Regions from separate parts of the Sus scrofa genome. Here region 2 is linked to region 1. Evidence: chromatin contacts called from public HiChIP or PLAC-seq data. All regions are on one chromosome and are shown on one strand. Each heading gives the region's core, a stretch centred on a gene start, on an enhancer-like site or on the middle of the called end of the contact. The rest is flanking DNA. Distances are from core to core; before and after follow the strand shown.

The links. HiChIP or PLAC-seq counts read pairs in DNA pulled down with a chosen protein or histone mark.
Region 2: a contact with region 1 is called in an H3K27ac HiChIP or PLAC-seq map of skeletal muscle. The contact joins the promoter of CAVIN2 here to the promoter of NABP1 in region 1.

Annotation. Positions count from the first base shown.
Region 1 is chr15:96,311,568-96,317,884 of Sscrofa11.1, forward strand. NABP1 (nucleic acid binding protein 1) reads left to right here and starts at 2,317. Exons shown (of 6, transcript NM_001244491.1): 1 at 2,317-2,904; 2 at 3,204-3,342; 3 at 6,199-6,270. The coding sequence starts at 2,814. It overlaps LOC100516649 (a long non-coding RNA gene), which reads right to left and starts at 2,182. Exons shown (of 4, transcript XR_002339369.1): 1 at 1,822-2,182; 2 at 519-615.
Region 2 is chr15:96,486,759-96,493,075 of Sscrofa11.1, forward strand. CAVIN2 (serum deprivation-response protein) reads right to left here and starts at 3,473. Exons shown (of 2, transcript XM_005652440.3): 1 at 2,636-3,473. The coding sequence starts at 3,118.

The DNA.
Region 1 (6,317 bases), core at 1,067-3,566:
TCTGATGCATATTGGGAGCCTTTGGGAGCCCTGAGACTGCATTGGTTCTGCCATTAACTGACATGTTTCATCCTTTATTTTATTTTATGCTGAAATCATACTTGTAATATTATTTTACACCATTTTCTAGCATTACATCAATATCTCTGGCACTCTGGACCTTATTTGTCCATGAATTGCAAGGTTCTGCTTCTTCAAGAATGTCTTGCTTCTCCTGCTAATGTTGTAATTATCTTTGAAACTCATTTCTTGTGCTGTAATGTATCTAAGCTGCTGCTTTGCAGATGTTTGGGAATTGGTCTGGTTGAACTAAAAATATTCAGAAAGCTTCAAGGAAAAATTAAGTTTTCTGCCACACAAATTCTCTGATACACTTCTCAACATATCTGTTACCATCTCAGAGAGTTAATTAGGTGATTCTCTAAAGCCTTACGGATATATCTTGCTGCTAATACTTTATTTCTTTAGTCTGTTTTTGACTCATAATTCCACCACTGCAATTTTAGTCTAAGAGTTACCTTTAGGCTGGAGGGCTCTGGGGTCAAGATTGCCTAGATTCAAAACCCAGCTTGTCCTTCTCTGGCTATGTGGTCTCTGGTGAATTTTATTTACCGTCTGTAAAATGGAGATAAAAGTTAGCAGTCACAACAGGATTGATGAAATGAATAAGTAATCACATCTTAAGCTATTATTGTTTCCTTTTCTTTAATCATAGAAACTAGGCGAGGGGAAATATTTATTGAGTACCTACTATTTGCTAGGGACTAGCTGGACAATTTATGAGCCCATGTAATCCTCTGTAAGTAAGGTAGGAATCCTTTTATTTTTGTATGATTAAATTATGACTAGAAAATGTAATCAACTGTCCTAAAGGTCACATAGCTAGTAAATAGTTCAAGCCCAGGTTTGTTTCTAAACTACATGCGTTTCTCACTACACCACATAAATAAAACTTTCCCCCACCTCAGCTTATGTTTCAGGGTTTCCCACTGTTGTTATATGATTGTTTCGGATGTACAAAAACAAATACAAAACTTGATAGCTCATGAAAAAAACAGGGAGGAAATGTAAATGCACATTTCTAAGTGAAAAAAGCCATTATGAAAGGCTACATACTGTATGATTTCAACTATGTGACATACTGGAAAATGAAGCCTAAAAATATTAGTGGTTGCCAAGGATGAGGGGTAAGGGAAGGATGAATAGGTGGCGCACAAGATTTTTAGGGCAATGAAACTACTCTGTATAATACTATTAATTTTGCATACGTATCATTATACATTTGTCCAAAACCATAAAATGTACAATACCAAGAACAAACCCTAAGGTAAACTAAGGATTTTGCATAATAATATGTTAATGTTGTTCATCAACTGTAACAAACATACCACTCTGGGGGAGACATTGATAATGGGAAGAGGTCACGCATGTGTGGGGATAGAGAGCATATGGGAAATTTCTGTACCTTCCTCTCTTAGTTTTGCTGTAGACATAAAACTGCTCTAAAAACAGACTATTAATAAAATGAACGTAGAGAAGAAAAGCAAAATGGGGAGTGTAATCTGAGAGGAGCAAGAAAAAATAGTTAAGTTTGCAAAGGAATTTAACTTCTTGTTTATCTGCCTAGTATTACAGAGTGAAAAGCACCAAGGCTAGGTCACTTGTGTTTGTGTCCTGCTTGCTCATAAAGTTGCTGAGTGACCTTCAGCAAGCCACCTCACAGTTCCTGCTCTCAATAAGCTTAAAATGAGGCAGTAGAGTGGAACTCTTTTGCCCTCTGGTCTTAAAATTCCAGCCTCGCTGCTAAGGACCCATCCCTACCTTTTATTTTCTTTCAACCAGACCAGCCACACTTGCTTGAACCTTGTTCTTCCTCTCCTGCATACTTTTTGACGTACCCACTGCGTTCTAAAACACAGCAACCGTTCTCCTTGACCGCGAAACTAAAAAGCAGGGGCGAAGGACTGAAATCTGAGGGACAATATGCAAGAAAACCAGAAACTGGACAGTGAGTAGTAGAAGCCTGAAAAAGGAAGACTAGGCAGGGCAAAATAGACGCCGCGCGGCGACGGCGGAAGCAGGAGGAGAATGGGTCGGAGTTCAGAGCCGATTGGACGGCTGAGAGGGCGGGGTCCGCACTGACAGCCCAGGGGAGGAGCTAAGGAGGCTGAGCGGGCGTCGTCTGCTTGTTTCCGCCCCTTGGCTGCCCCTTTCCAGAGCCTAGAGGGCGGAGCGTCGGGCGTGCCCGACGCCGTGTGTCGTAACAAGGGGGCGGGGCGACGCGGGGGTCCAGCCGGTGCGCGGGCGCATTCTGCAGTCGCTGTTTGGGACGCTGGGTGCGCGGAAGCTTGGTCTCTGCTCTGGCTTCGCAGTCAAAGCCTGTTCCCTCCCTGGAGCTCGGGACAGGCTGGGCACGCGCCCCTGTGTGTGTGTGTGTATGTGTGTGTGTGTGTGTGAGAGGACTCAGGGCAGAGGCATCTTCTCGCTGCCTTTTTTTCTTCCTTTTATCCAAAGAAGGGGCAGTTCTCACGCTTGCCTTCCTGTCGCCTGGTTGGGAGCGGGGTCGGGGTGCGGAGTGGTTCGTGTTTTTTTCTTTTAAACTTGTCAGCGCTTTTTTCCCCCAGTTTTTTTCGGCTCAGTGTCTTCTGAGCTGGTTTCCTCCGTCCCTGACTAACCTCTTTCTGCCCCTTCTCTTGCCATCCTCGCCCAAGGTCGCCCCTCCGCCCTCGCACCTGGCCCAGGGGGGTGGTGGGAAGCTTTGTCCGGCTCCCTGCCCACTCGAGTCTCCGCATCGTAGCCGCACCTGCCTCATTATGAACGGGGTCAACGACCCCCCTCTTTTTATAAAAGATATTAAGCCCGGACTGAAAAACTTAAATGTCGTCTTTATTGTCTTGGAGATAGGTAAGTGGGGTCCACAGCCCACACCGCCGCCCGCAGTGCGTCCCGGGGCCAGAGGGAAGGGCGCTGCCGCCGCTAGCCGGGGGCTCCCCTCCCCCTTCCCTACCTTCTCTCTCCCCTCCCCCATCCACGTGGCTCCGTTGGCCCCTGCTGGGGCTGTAGCCTACCTGCGGGCGAGAACCCGGGGCTCGATCTCTTCCCACCTTTCAGACGCCTTTTGATCCCGGAGGAGGAGTTAGCTTTTTGGAAGTACTCATTTTCTAATACACCCCTCCCCCTTTTGATTTTTTAAATCCCCACAGGACGCGTGACCAAAACCAAAGACGGCCATGAAGTGAGATCATGCAAAGTAGCAGATAAAACGGGCAGCATCACTATTTCCGTGTGGGATGAAATCGGAGGTCTCATTCAGCCGGGGGATATTATTCGGTTGACCAGAGGGTAGGTGTTCATAAAGGGGTTGGGGAAGGGGTTGAGAGTGTCTCCTAAGTAGAAGTCTGGGAAATCGAAATTGACTGACGCCCAGGACCGTGGCAAGTTCTAAAGTTTCGTGTTGTTTTTCCTCGGGGCCACTCCGAGAAGTTTTGAGCCCCCTTCGATGTTAACCTCAGTTGGTGGACAGCATTGGTTTGTAACACCTAAGCCTTTAAAAGCAATTTCAACTGAGAATCTAAACAACCCCACCCTCAGTTTACAGATTTTTAAATACTGTTCAGGGATTATTGAGTCTTTTTAATAGATTGTTAAAAATCAAGTTAATACAGCTGTCACTTAGTTTTTTCCAACCTTTTTTCCCTTTTAATGACTTGATGTCTTGCCAGTATTTTATTTGTACTCATTTAGACAGTGTGGATGTAAATTGAGGTTGTAGTTGGAGAATTTAGCAGTTTTGTGGTGTATCGAATTTGTACATGGATGTGAAAGAGGAGAGGTTTACAGTATCTGTAAGGCACATTCTGGAAAATGATTTCTTATGACTACTGCTGTAAGGGCAATGTTGTACAAAAACCAAAATGATATGCAGAAAATGTTTGGCAGAAAGATGTCAATGATACTTCTATCCAAAAGAGTTAGTGGGCAGATTGGCTTTTAAAAATAGTTTAGTGCAACCTTTTAAAAATTTATCCAGTCTTTTTCTTAGGAAGATTAAAATATGAGAAAGGGATCTTAAAAGCAGATTTTGGAAGCTTTGTGGTTAATAGAATTATAATAATTTATTGCTCATAGTTATAGGAAAAGTGAGTGGAGATTGATGTTGGCCTAGTAGATAGCATCTCAAAGTGTTGGATCACCCTGAAAGTAGGAACGTAGAGCCCTTTGATATTATCTTACAGGTCTTACCACATCTTCAGGAAGTGAGGCAGAGTATTATCAAAGAAGGAAGTGAGAGTCAGGACCTAAACATTTATTCCTGTACACTGACTCACTATGACACCAGTAGTGTTTTTTAAACCACATCTTTAACTTGCACAAAAGAGAATTCCTACCTGGGAGGGTATGTGAGAAATAGCATAATTAAAGATTTTTGGCAGCCAGAGTATCTCATCCATTGCATTAAAATTTATTTTATGCACTGTAAACAGCATCTTATTTCAGTTATTTCAAATTTTGTAGTCATGGAAGATACATAGACATGTTCATCAAAAAAAAAATGGAAGAACTAAGTTCAGTAGCCATAGCTGGTCTGTAGGATTTTTAAGGAGCATAGTGACCAAGGCGTATAATTCAAAGGGAAATTCAAAACCAAAGAAACTATTTTCTAACTTCGGTTAGAAGTCGGTGTGATCTGGAAGTTATTAAACTTTTTGACCTTCCTTCTCTGTAAAATGGGGATAATTATGCCTTACTTACTAAAGTAACACATCCAGCATAGTCTGACCCCTTGGAAGGCCCTTAATTTCTGGTTGAATCCAAGAAAAGTAGCTTTTGAAGAAAGGCATACCTCTCAATAATGGTAATTTGAATATTGCAAACATTTATTTCATACCTGAACTAAGTGAAAGTTAAATGTTTTAGGTCTAGTAACTTCAAATTTTCTCTCAGAATAGGTATTTTTACTTTAGTAAGGGGGAATATTCATGCACTGTCTCGTAAGTCAGTTTTTGTGTAACTTGAACATGGTGAATGGAGACTTTAGTGAATAATTCTTTTTTTTTTTTTGTCTTTTTGCCTTTTTCTGGCGCTGCTCCCGCGGCTTATGGAGGTTCCCAGGTGAGGGGTCTAATCAGAGCTGTAGCCACCGGCCTACACCACAGCCACAGACAGCAATGTGGGATCCGAGCCAAGTCTGCAACCTACACCACAGCTCATGGCAATGCCGGATCCTTAACCCACTGAGCAAGGCCAGGGATCGAACCCGCAACCTCATGGTTCCTAGTCGGATTCGTTAACCACTGCGCCATGATGGGAACTCCTAGTAAATAATTCTAATTGAAGAGAACTATGTATTGTGAAACTAGTAAATTTTTATTAACCTATGTTAAAAGATGAAATATCACTATACATAGTTAAATAATATTTAGTTATAATTTATGATTCTAAATCATGCAGTCACCATAGCAGTTGTACAAAGAACCACCAAAAACCACCCGTTGGACTTATTTTATAATACTCATTATTTTACATTTTTCTCAGATTTGTGTATAGGATTATGTTATCTAATGAGGCTGTCTACATTCAGAATTGTTTAGTGTAAATAATCGTTAAGCCAAGTTGGTGCTAAAAATTGCAAATTTGGAAAAACATATAGGTGAAAGATTTGTGATCTTAGTTTTTTTTAGCCCCTTGATTAAATTTTACTAAATTTTCGGTAGCTTAGGAATGACACATAATAGCCTTTGTGTTTTATGGAGGCAAAGGAAAAATTATTTTATCAATATCTTATAGACCAAGTAAATCATTGTAAAAGTAAACACTAGGGTATTGATTTTATATGTCCTGTGATTGAAAAGTAATTGTGGCTTGAATCTCTGCAATTTGCAAGTTCTCCCTATGTTAATTTACTAAAGTTGTGATCTTTGGAGAATAACAGCTTTGCAAAAAAGACATATTTTCTAGGGTTAATTATTATTTAGATAATTATGTCAAAATTTGGAGGTAGCATTTTCTTCATGTTATTCCTCAGTAAATAACAAATCAGTCAAAATTAGCTTAATTGTGTTTGATTTACTATGATAGAAACAGGGTTCGATTCCTCACCTGCACCCCAATGCAAAAAATGCGGTTTAAAGATTTATTTGATTTAAGTAGGAGGAAATATACATATTTCTATAGAACTCACATTTCTTTTCTTTCTAGGTATGCATCCATGTGGAAAGGATGTCTGACACTTTATACTGGAAGGGGTGGAGAACTTCAAAAAATTGGGGAGTAAGTATTAAGATGCATTTCATATAATTGAAAAAATTACAAATAAT
Region 2 (6,317 bases), core at 2,223-4,722, 180 kb after region 1:
ATCCAGTCTCTTGGGATAGAACATGATGGAAGATAGTATAAGAAAGGGAATATATATATATATATATATATATATATATATATATGTCCTGGCAGAAATTGGTACATGGTTGTAAATTAACTGTATTTTAATGAAAAAAAGAATAAAAGATGTAAGCATCTCTGAATCTCAGCATCCTCATCTGTACATTGGGGCAATTTAAATAAACCACAGAAAGATGCTTCGCTGAGTATGCAGGGCTTGTTAAGAGCTCAAAAAAATTTGCTGTTATTAATAGCCTCAGGGTACAAGTAAGGAAACAGAAGCTTAGAAAAGCTAGAAAATGTGCACAAAATCACATAGTTGACAAGTGGTGAAACGAGGATTTGAACCAGTGTCTGTATGACAGAATTTATCTTCTCAACCCCTATACTGGACTCCTCTCTTACACAAATTATTATATTATCCATTGGCATAGTTACTACCCTAGAAACCCCTATTTTAAAAAGAATCAAGAGAAAGAGGAACTTTTCCACTGAGGGACTTAACTTCTATTTGTTTTTTAAAAATAGCCATCTTGCAATGTCTTGAGAGTTGAGATTTCTAATATCCTTTAGGCTAATAAAAGATTTTACATGGCTTAAGAAAGGCCCAGATCCTTGCCTATAGTTCTTTGTCTCCTAAACTGCTGTTTAATAAAAAGACCTTGGGGGCTGCTTGGGAAGAGGCCCTGAGTAGAGCCTGAACACAATGCTTTGAAATCTTTCAGCTTCCACCTTGGTCTTGCGCCCCTTTCACCTTTTTCTCATAACAGAGAATGCCTACCATTTCTGGCTGCAAATTGACACCTGTCAGTCCAATGTGACAAAACAGGAGACCATGGCAGGGTTTCGCCAGCAGCTCGTGCCTTTAAGTTCCCAACAGCTGTTTCTTTTAAATGTCAGATTATAGTTCTCTTGAAATTTTTAGTCACGAATCTTCTCCATCCCTCCTCCCAACACCTACAGAAATCCCTGGCAAAACAAAACAAAAACTGATCCCAACAAATTGTGATTTCCTGTACTAGATAAATAATTTTTTGTTTTTCCTCAACTGAGGGGTAGGACAAGAGATAATCTCTCTGATTCATACTGGCAGGAGAGAAATTTCCTTTGATGACTCAGATTTAAACAGGTCTGTACGTGTTTGGTTTTGTTTGGAGATCAGTATTTAATTTAGAAATGCCTTGAGAGTTGAGATTTATAATATCTTTTAGGCTAATAAAGTAAGGATCTTATATGGCTTAAGAAAGGCGCAGTTCATCTGGAGCATGAAAAGCTATTCCATTTGCATTAAAAGCTGAAAAATTTCCGGACTGCAAAAGCCTGCAAGGTATAGGAGGACATCAGCTGCCTGAAGCTTTACAACATCAAGTGCAATTTGGGGAGGACAAAAAAGCAGCGAGATGAGTCTTTCCTTTTATGGAGAAAGGGGGCTTAGGTTCTAACTTGGCAGAGCAGATTCATTTAGAAAAAGAAGGCTCCCTCGGTTTAAATTCCAATTTCTAAATCTCTTTTGGGAGATGAAGGCTCTTCTTGTGTGCCTTACACAATCAAACAGTTGGTTAAAGCCTCTCCCCTCCATGGCTTTGAAATCCTCTCCTATTCACATGGTCACAACGAGACAGCCCTGGGGCAGGGATGGCAATTGCTTCCTGGGCTGTGTGCTGGCTGGGTTCCACTGGGCGGAAGGGCTTCTAGCATTAAGGCAGGGCTCCCCTTGGATTCACAAATGCCCACCACTTGGCGGAACAACAGCCCCACGCAATCTCCCTGTCCCCAAATAGCCTCTTGCTACATTAATTGCATCATTGATGCATTAAAAAAATTAAGTGGCCTTTTTGTGCCAAGGCAGCCATTTGAAGGAGAAAATCTTCAAGACTAGCCTTTGTAACTGTAACTGATAACACTGCCATTGTTTCACTTTACAGTTGTGGTCTCTCTGAGCAATGAGAAGCATATCTAGTGTGTTTGTAGAGTTATGCTTTATAGTTTTCGTACATCATTTGCCAGGAAAGAACTCAAGATTGCTTTGACCAGAAGAGTTTTAGAAGGAGGGGTCTAGTTCATCTTTAATGGGATCAATCTTCAATACTTGGTTAGTCCCCAAAGCATCGGTGACCTTTGGACAAAGGGATGTTTTAAAAAGTAATGAATTTGACTTTTTGATTAAAAAACAAACCCCAGAACTCACATGATTTCCTCATTTCCACAAAGAGTTAATAAACAGCCACTGAATTAATTTGCCCTGTCCAGCTCACAGCTGCGGTCAGAGCCCCAGGTTCACAATGCAAAGTGACAAATGAATTTGACTAGGGTACCTGCACCTGCTCACCTTCCCAACCTGTATGGAGTACAGCCAGGTGCTCCTGACAAATAACCCCGACCTGCTAACTTCTGAGGCACCTGCCTTGCGTTTAGGCTGCAGTGACCTGGGAAATTCTGAGCCCTGTGTGCAGATTTCACATGCGCCTGCTGCAGGCAATGGGGACAATGCCTTGTGTGTGTGATCCCTGACAGGCAGGACAGATGTACAAACGGCCGTGAGAGCCAGGCAGGCTGAGATCATGGATGCGGAGGAGTCCCAGCTGGGTGGAAGCAGAACGGGGGGCACTGACCTGGAAGATGAGCACTTTGAAGTGGTTACGTCTGAGGAGCTGGGCGTGGTTGTTCTCCAGACGCTTCACCTGCGCGCACTGCCTCTCCATGCGTTCCTTGACCGCGCGCGTGTGGGCACTGACCTTACGGGACTTCTCCAGCAGCTTGCTCACGGTATTGCTGGTGGAGGCCTGGTACTTGGAGAGCTTGGTGAGGTCGTTCTGGATGCCCTTCACCGAGCCTTCCAGGCTGATCTGCCGCTGCTCCATCTTGTGCTGGTTCTCCTGCACGGCGTCCAGCATGTTCACGAGCTTGTCCAGGAGCGTGAGCACCGTGACAGCGTTCACCTGCGAGTTGTCCCGGATGGCCTCCTCAGTGCTCCCCGGGTTGAGACTGGGGCTCGGTGTGGAGGAGGGTACAGGGCTGGAGCTGGCTGGCTTCGCCTGTGGCATGTCAAGACCTAGGTGCTGGAACTTTTCGGCTTGTGCAGCGTCCTCCCCCATGGCTGGGCAGGTGGAAACTTTCTTCTGGCTCCCGCGAGAAGGATGGCGGTGAGGGGTGCGGAGCTTGGCCCTCTGGTTTGAGCTTGGAGCAGGCTCTCTAGAACTGGCAGAAGTTCCGACAGGCAACAACTGGCTACACTGATCAGGGGAACTGCATTCCAGCTGCTCTTAAAAGACCTACTCCACCCAGTGGGAGGTGAAGGATACAGAACTGAGAACCACTCAGGGTTCAGAGGCTTGCACACACTTCCTCACCACGTTCTCCTCGGCACAGGGCACTTTCCTGTAGGTTTAGCTTTACTTTCCTGCTGCCTCTTCCCTTTTAAAAATAAGTTCAATGTCATATTTCACTCATGACTTCATCTAGAGGCGGAGAAAAACATGCTAATTTGGCCCAGCTCCACAGCCTCCAATTGGCTAAAGCTAGTAAACTTTTCTCTGGCTGCTATGCTGCCTATGCCACAGAGTGCCTGTTATTTTTCCTGGATACAAGTTATTGTAATGGAAAGTATTGTTTGCCTTTGCCCTAGAACAGACTGAGGGGCTGCAGAACGCCTGGTCTCCTACTGGACGGAAACTTGGAGTCAGGCTTGTAGTGTTGGTTTTTAATTTCCAAAAGGATAGAAGTAACTGTGATAATGACAAGGAATACAGCCCAGTTCTTACATGTGCAATTAATGATGCAAGATAAGATGAAAGACACTGAGAGTCAGGGGTGTTAAAACATGCAATGCTGTTATGGACTGTTGTCATGTAATAGATGGAACCTTTTCTTTTTCTCTCTTCATTTTTGGCTGCCCTGCGGCATATGGAGCTCCCAGGCCAGGGATCAGGTCGGAGCTTCCCTGGAGACCTAACCTGCAGCTGTGGCAACATGGGATCCTTGACCCACTGTGTGGGGCCGGGGATTGAACCCATGTCCCAACACTCCCAAAACGCCCCAGATCTTGTTGTGCCACAGCAGGAGCTTCAGAAGGAAACTTTTTGATTGACCACTTTTTAAAAAAATATATACTTTCTTAATGGGAAGTAAAATTGAAATGTAAAAGTCAAAAAAAAAAAAGTGTGGTCTCTTTAAGAACTTACAAATGATGATTTAACTAATTTTGAATCAGGGCTGAGAGAGTTTTTTCCAGATGCCCATCTCTGCAAGGCATTTATTGACACGAGTCCAGAAGTGTGACTCTCAGGCAGGTTGAGCTGGAGTTTCTGAAGTGTTTCTAAATGTTTGACATTTCCAAATTTCTGCCCAGTGAAGTGGCACACCTGTTCTAAAACGTGGTCCTCCTCAGCTGAGCCCTTGGGACTTGGGGCTTATTTCCTCAAATGACTTTACATGCTTGAATTGGTTTTAAATGTATCCAGCCTTTGAAAGTGCTTTCAGCAGGAAGTTTGTAATAGGCCTTCTATGAACAGGTTTGAGTAGAACAAATGTCAGCTCATATTGGGTCATAGATTGATAATGGAAAAAGTGCCATTCGTCAATGGCAAAATCTGCATGTAAGCCAATCAATCAGGAGGTCATTTGTTGTCACATTTATTGAATTTGTGATTCCCCACTTTCTACTAGTTCTGTGCTTGATGAACTGTCTAGAGGGTACTAATAAAACTTGATCCAAGACCCTGCCCTCAGTGTGTATGCCTGCTATTTAGGGAAATGTATTTTCCCCAGATTATCGGCACCCCCAAACCCACTTAAAGTGAATCTTTTAAAAATAGGGAGAAAAAGTAAAATATTTGGTTGAGACATTACCTTTTAAAAAGTTTAAAACAATTATTAAAATTGATTTACCTTATATTTAACAAATTTAGTTGGCAACTGATGTGTTAAACATTAAAGGATGAATCAAGTGTTGATTTTGAGACGCATAATTTTCTAACAAAATTATATGGCATCATGACACAATACCCTTTTTACATTTGACTTCAGTGGGCAAATCATGAAGAGGGTCATTACTCAAAAATATTTGAGGGCTTCATCAGTTTTCCAAGAGCATTTCCTAAATTTTGACATTCTAATCATTCCCTTTTGAGGCACTTATTGTGCCATCATCTGTGTGGATTTCTTTCTTCTTCAAATGTTAACTATTCCAGCTGCAAATTCTCATTTCCCAGAAGAGTTGCCCATGATTCAAGGACTTTTCTAATGTTACCTTCATCAACTTCATGATTTCTTACATGTTTTGAAAGATTTGCAATTTCACACTATAATCACTTTGCCCTGATTTTGCATTGATTTGCACTGATTTTGCATTTCATTGTTGGATATTATATAATCAGTTATATGAATAGGGACATTAAAGACATGAGGTGGGAAAAGGGGAGAAGCTAGTTTTTTAAACAGGAAGAAAGGTTTGGGTGTGTCATTTTTTAAAATTAATTTTGAATAACATAAGTTTCATAAGAGTTGTCTGTTACTGTATCACTGTGTAACAAACCAGCCTGAAATTCAGTAGCTGAAAACAATAATCATGAATTTTATTTACTCATGATTCTGGGATTGGCTAGGCAGGGCTCAGCTCGAATGGGTCATCCTTGCTGGGCTCGGTCATGCAGCTGTAATGGAATCTGAGATGGTTTCAGTCACATCTCTGTCTCCTTAACTAGGAAGACTAGAATGCTGCAATTTCTCTGTCCTCAGTCTCTAAGCCTGCAGCGACTGTCCCTCTGATCTCCCTAATAGGAAAGCCACACTTCTCCTCCTGGTGCTTTAGGACTCCCAAGCAGGATCTCTTAAGGCTAGGTTCTGAACTCTCTCCCCTTGTCACTTTCATTACATTCTGTTGGTCTAAGCAGGTTACAGGCCAAGCTCATTTTCAAAGGGACAGGAAATGGACCTCACCTCTTTATGGGAGGAGAAGCAACGTCCCATGGTAAAGGGTAAGCAGCATGGCAGAGATTGCTGTAGCCATCTTTGGAAACAATCCACCTCAACATGGAAATATTTTTCTTTCAAAAGACTTATCGATGGAGTTCCCCGTCGTGGCTCAGTAGAAATGAATCTGACTTGCATCCATGAGGATGCGGGTTTGATCCCTGGCCTCACTCAGTGGGTTAAGGATCTGGCATTACTGTGAGCTGGGGTGTAGGACACAGACACGGCTTGGATCTGGCATTGCTGTGGTTGTGGCTTATGCTGGTGGCTACAGCTCTGATTAGGCTCCTAGCCTGGGAACCTTCATATGCCGTGGTGTGGTCC